2 separate regions of the Mus musculus genome follow, and region 2 is linked to region 1. Evidence: chromatin contacts called from public Hi-C data. All regions are on one chromosome and are shown on one strand. The core of a region is the stretch at or near the end of the contact, and the rest is flanking DNA. Distances in the headings are between cores, read along the strand shown. Region 1 holds the start of Kank1 (KN motif and ankyrin repeat domains 1). Region 2 has its middle 14 kb from the start of Gm26207.

The links. Hi-C and Micro-C count contacts between places; a contact is called where the count stands out from the background.
Region 2: a contact with region 1 is called in a Hi-C map of cerebellum, with 2.5 times the contacts expected there. A contact is called at or near these places in 2 of 39 promoter capture datasets (both in the C10 cell line), 6 of 484 Hi-C or Micro-C datasets (cerebellum, cerebral cortex, cortical glia and 3 more), 5 of 130 datasets of targeted methods (embryonic stem cells, neural progenitor cells, pancreatic cancer cells and 1 more) and 1 of 9 other capture datasets (adipose tissue).

What each region holds. Positions count from the first base shown.
Region 1 is chr19:25,235,693-25,238,540 of GRCm38.p6, reverse strand. It overlaps Kank1 (KN motif and ankyrin repeat domains 1), which reads right to left and starts at 1,566. Exons shown (of 14, transcript NM_181404.6): 1 at 1,224-1,566.
Region 2 is chr19:25,438,663-25,441,419 of GRCm38.p6, reverse strand. No RefSeq gene overlaps it. Among named protein-coding and RNA genes, the nearest start is that of Gm26207, 14 kb to the left of the region's middle.

The sequences.
Region 1 (2,848 bases), core at 317-2,816:
TCTGATTTCTGTAGTCTTTCCTTGTCTCCTGTCGCTCCCCCCAATTCCACCCCCTCCTCCCAACCCCCAACCCACACCCATCTCCAGAACTCACTTTTGCCATAGTAACTCAGTCAACTAGCACGACCTGTGGAGGAGGCAACCCTCGCTCAGAAAGATCACCAAAGGCCCCCGTGGAAGCTAAATGAATTCCCAGCTAAGTGAATGTCTGCACGGGCAGACAGACACTCCTCCATCCTCACCCTTTTTAATCTCCCCAATCAACTGACACACTTTCCCGCAGCCGCCCTGCTCAGCACTTTCCCAAAATTTAGCTGTAAAACAACCGAAGGTTGATTACGTGTCTTCTCACTATCTATCTATCCCTCTTACCCGAGGGAAGAGACAGAAACAGCAGCCGCTCGGTCCCGGAGATGGTTTTTGTGGAGAGGTGGGAGCGTTGTTGATGGCATAATTTTATTATTATATGAAAAGCCAATGACTCATGAATTTTAAAGTATATTGATGTGTATTACATCCAACTTTTAAAATAAAACTTAAATAGATTAAACATTGAAGAGCCCAACAACTTACTGGAGAGCGATGCACGAAATGAGAAACAAGATAACTAAGTACCGCATAAAAGCCAACTCTAACAAACTCGCAATTAACGCAAGGAGGCTTTGGTTCCCAAGTAGCCCAGGTGACAACCAAGGTCACTGATCCGGGGGATTGGCATTCCTGATTAGTCTTGGGCTCTCGGTCTGATTCCATACTTTAATTAGACGAACGGAGAGGCACCTCGGGAGAGAAGTGCAGAAAACAAGCGCTGGGGGACGCCACAGAACATTGCCAACGCGAACAACGAGGCCTGCGCCGGGTCAGCCGCGCGGAGTCAGCTCAGGCCGGACCGCCCGCGAAAAGTTGCCTTTGAAAGTTGCAAAGGGACCTGGTGAGGGGGGATGAGACTCACCAGCTCCGCGGCTCCCGAGCGCGGGGTTTCCCACGTACCTGCGCGACCAAGTGTGCCCCGGGACGCTGCCACCCGTCCTGCTGGACCTGACACTGCAGGTCCTCAGGAACTCAAGCAGGTCCCGGAGCTTAGGGCGGCCCCTAAAGGCCGCACCCACCCCTCCCCCACGCCCAGACCCTGCAACACCAGCTAGGGCCACCTGCCGCTCCGGGACCGGGATAAAGGAGCACTAATCGCCGCTTCCTACTGCCAGAGGGTACACCAATCTTACCCTGGGACGCCTCGGAAAAGGGCGCTGCACTGCACTGCACTGCACTCCGGCTCCGAAAGGACGGCTTAGTATCAAAGGACCAGCGCGCCCCACTCCAGGTCGGGAGGCGCCGCCCCCTCGAGCGCCAGCGGTGATCCCAGGCGACTGCTAGCCAAGGCAACCCCACGGACCTTCCCAGGGCAATCTCAGGGCCAGTGTCGCCGTGCGCTCCAGCACGCGCCAAGAGTGTGAGGCTGGGCACCCTGTTGGCTCAGGGTAGAGTCGGAGTTCAGGCGCCCCAGATCGTCCCTGCAGGGGACAGGAGCGCAGCGTTGCCACTACTCACCTCCAGCGCCGCGAATCTGGAGCTGGCACAGGGCGGGCGGCTCGCGGGGAGGGACCGAGAAGCGCTGGGCGGGGCCTCGGGCAGCGCCAGACTCAAACCCCAGTTACACTAGATCGCGGAGCAGAATCCTGCAGTGGCCGTGCAAGAGTAACTTGCGGCTGCCGGGAGCCACCGAGTGCAGGGACACAAACCGGCTGCAGCTCTAACCGAGAAGTCCGCAAGGCACCGCGCGCTCTTTGTACCCGAGAGCCGGCCGTGGAGAGCCCAGTGCGCCTGCGCGCCGCCGCGACTCTCCTAGGCGCACCTCCACACCACTGGTTCCTACCCGCCCGAGCGACCCTCCCATTCGCCCTGGAGGGGGTTCGGTGCGAGCAAGTTTTCGACCTTGGGAGCTGGGCGCGCCAGGAGCAGAGTAGCACCCTAATAGCGCCTGTTACCGGGCGCCGTTAAGACGTTGGCTTGGGAACCTGAATGGAGTAGGAGACTCGAGGTTTCAAGTCCGCTCTGGAGCCGATGGAAAGTTCCAGCCAACTAGCAAGCCGCAGGGACCTAGATTCATTCCTTCCAGCACTCCTAGCAGAGTGAGGAGTCTGGAGTCCAAACTGACAAGGCCTGGCTACAGGGTGTGGAGCACAAGAAAGAAGTCACTTGTCCCTAAAAGCTTCATCAGAAGAAAGGGCAGTAGATCCACAAGAGATGAGTTGGGAACTGAGGCACAAGTCCTCTTTCAAGAAGATGGCCAAAGACAGAGAGTCCAGTGATCAAAAACAACATAACTGCTGGGGAACATAACAGAAGCCTGGAAGCCGGGCAGTGATGCTGCATGCCTTTGGTCCCAGCACTTGAGAGGCAGAGGCAGGCGGATCTCTGAGTTCCAGGCCAGCCTGGTTTACAGAGTGAGTTCCAGACAGCCAGGGCTACACAGAAAACCAAAAAGAGAAGAAAGGGGGTGGGGAGAAGAGGAGGAGGAAGAGGAGGAGGAGGAGGAGGAGGAGGAAGAAGAAGAAGAAGAAGAAGAAGAAGAAGAAGAAGAAGAAGAAGAAGAAGAAGAAGAAGAAGAAGAAGAAGAAGAAGAAGAAGAAGAAGAAAAAATCTGGAGCGAGGAGGATCCTTTGCTAAATAGCAAGTTCCAGGCCAGGCTGAGCTATATGAAAAATGGGTATTGCTAAAACAACCATAAAGACAGATTTGAAGGTTCTGATCGTCTCGATTGTTTCGTGCCCACTCCACCACACACACACACACACACACACACACACACACACACACACACACACACACAGCACCCCTTCTCCTAGAC
Region 2 (2,757 bases), core at 215-2,714, 200 kb before region 1:
AACATGTGTAGGCTGGACACCGGGATCATGAGAATGAAATCAAGTCTTCTCTGATGCCCGACCTGAGCGGCCTACAGTGGTAAAAAGATATGAGACTGGCTAAGGTCAGGAGAGCCCCATCATGGACCCCACATGAGCAGAGAATGCTTACCGTGATATGCTACCCAGGCTTAGGGACCGTTCGTTGATTCTGGGGCACTAATATGGGCAAGGGTACTGGACCAGCTTGTCAAACAGTTATTAGGAACAACTCACTCTGCTAAAGCAGGTTCCTGTACACTGCTCATCTCTTGTGGGCTTTTAACTCTATAGAGATGCCTAATATCTTTGTAGAGACAGAGTAGGTAGGTACACATTAGGAGAAAAGGAATCAAGCAAATTGGAGCCAAAGCCCACAAACGTGACTCCTTGTATTTCCAAAGATTTGGATAATGCTCTTGCTATGCAGTTGGAGCAGGTCACTGATTGGACCAACATTCATCATGCTGGCATGGGACCAAGTTCTTCTCCACGAAGTGGTTAGTGAGTGCACAGATAGTTGAAAGGGTCGCTAATGAGCAAAGGCAGAGTTTTGCTTTCCTAATATTAATATGGGTTAGAAACAAAGATAAAACTATGACCGAGCACATCCCTGAGTCTAAGACCCTGTGCTCTGGTGACTGCAGGACTATTGTTCTCTTTAGTTGAAGTCCCTAAACTCTGGCACATCAAGATAAAGCTAATCTCTACCTTTAAAAACATTTTGCAGTCTAGACTCAGTCATTCACATCTGTAGTCCTAGCAGGCAATTATCCAGACTATCATGAGTCTGAAGCTAGCCTGCAATACATGGTGAATTCCAAGTGGTCATCCGGGTTACACAGCAAGACTATTTCTGAACAAAACCCACAACTAACCAACCAAAACCAAAAACCAAATCTAAATAGATAAAGCCAGCAAACTGAAACCAACAAAACCCATAAGGACCAGGATCAAGAGTTTGTGAGGCAGACTCTGAGCGTTGATTATGTGTCTGGCCTTATATCCTGACAGTGATTGAATGGCTCACACTTTATTGATGTTCCTTTGGTCATCAAGGTCATCCATCAGTCAGTCTCAGTGATTGTACTTCCTAGAGTGGAGTCTTAGGGATTAATTTATAGACAGGAAAGATATAACCACGTTGGCTCCAGTGTCATAGCGAAACACTGAATTCTTCTGCCTCTTTCTCATCTTAACTCAGTCTTTCACTCTAGAGCTGTGGCATGCTCTGTGTGCCTTCGGAACAATGGATACCCTCAGTTGGCTCCTAGTCCCAAAGGCTCCTGTGACTTTGCCTCACAGATGTGTCTGTCTCAGCTGCTGGCATGCATGTATGTCCAGGGTGGCCGCTGTCTTGGCTGTCGAAGGACCATTGTGCACTTCGGGCCAGCGACAGAATGAGAACAGGGGAGGTCTCAGAGGCAGCTGCTGAGAGAAGAGAGCAGCTGTGTGGTGCGCTGGGTCTTCCTTACTGGGATTCCCAGGCTCTAAAGGGGCATTCATCAGGGAGGGAGCCAAAGCACCAATGGACTCTGGGATGAGCAGCTGGGAGGGGGTGTGTGTCTAAGTGTCTGAGTGAATGTAGCCATTTTCTGTCTTTTTATAAGACTGCTATGATTTCAGTCAGGAGCACTGGCAAGTTCTGAAAGCCAGGTCTAGAGGAATGCAGGGTTTATAAACAAGGGATGTGTTGGCTGAGCCGCAGTAAAAGAAGGCTTCTCATAGGTAAAGGCATCTTTTCAGAAGTATCTTTCAATTGAGGAGCGCAAATTCTACAAAGAGCACTGTGTCTACTAAGACTTAGTTTCTGAGACATCCGCAGGTGACAAATATGGACCCTGAGGTGACCTCTCAGCCCCACTCCTTCCAGATAGACCCCTTCAGCTGAGGTAAGGGAAGGGCGACTTACAGTGAGGGTTGTAGTCACTGTGTGGCCTCTAGCTCAGCATTGGCAGTTGGGAACTATGTGGGAATGCTGATTCCTGGGCCATTGCTAGACTCTGTAAACGGAAACCTCAGGGACTAGCTCATGAATTCTCTGGGCACTAGAGCTATAGAAGTCTAAGATACAATCTGACTTCCAGGCTACACAGAAGTAGCCCAGGAGAGACTATGCCGGGGCCTAGCAAACACAGAAGTGGATGCTCACAGTCAGCTATTGGATGGATCACAGGGCCTCCAATGGAGGAGCTAGAGAAAGTACCCAAGGAGCCAAAGGGAATCTGCAACCCTATAGGTGGAACAACATTATGAACTAACCAGTACCCCTGAGCTCTTGACTCTAGCTGCATATGTATCAAAAGATGGCCTAGTCGGCCATCACTGGAAAGAGGCCCATTGGACTTGCAAACTTTATATGCCCCAGTACAGAGGAACACCAGGGCCAAAAAGTGGGAGTGGGGGGGTTAGGGGAGTGGCGGGGAGGGTATGGGGGACTTTTGGGATAGCTTTGGAAATGTAAATGAGGAAAATACCTAAAAAAAAAAAAAAAAGAAGAAGTAGCCCAGGAATACATTGCACACAGTAGGGACCTTTATTCCATGTAGAAAGGATGTGTGTCATTCCTGGCATAGAAAACAGTCACTTAAACTTTGGTGTTCTGTCTGCCAGGGAGTCCTCTGCTGGTTGGTTCTTTGTTGCCTACACCAACTAAGTGCCTTGGTCACATTTCAGGAACCAGCTTCAAGATGGCTCTGGAAATTTTAAATCACGCTATAGGTTTACGCTAGACTTTTA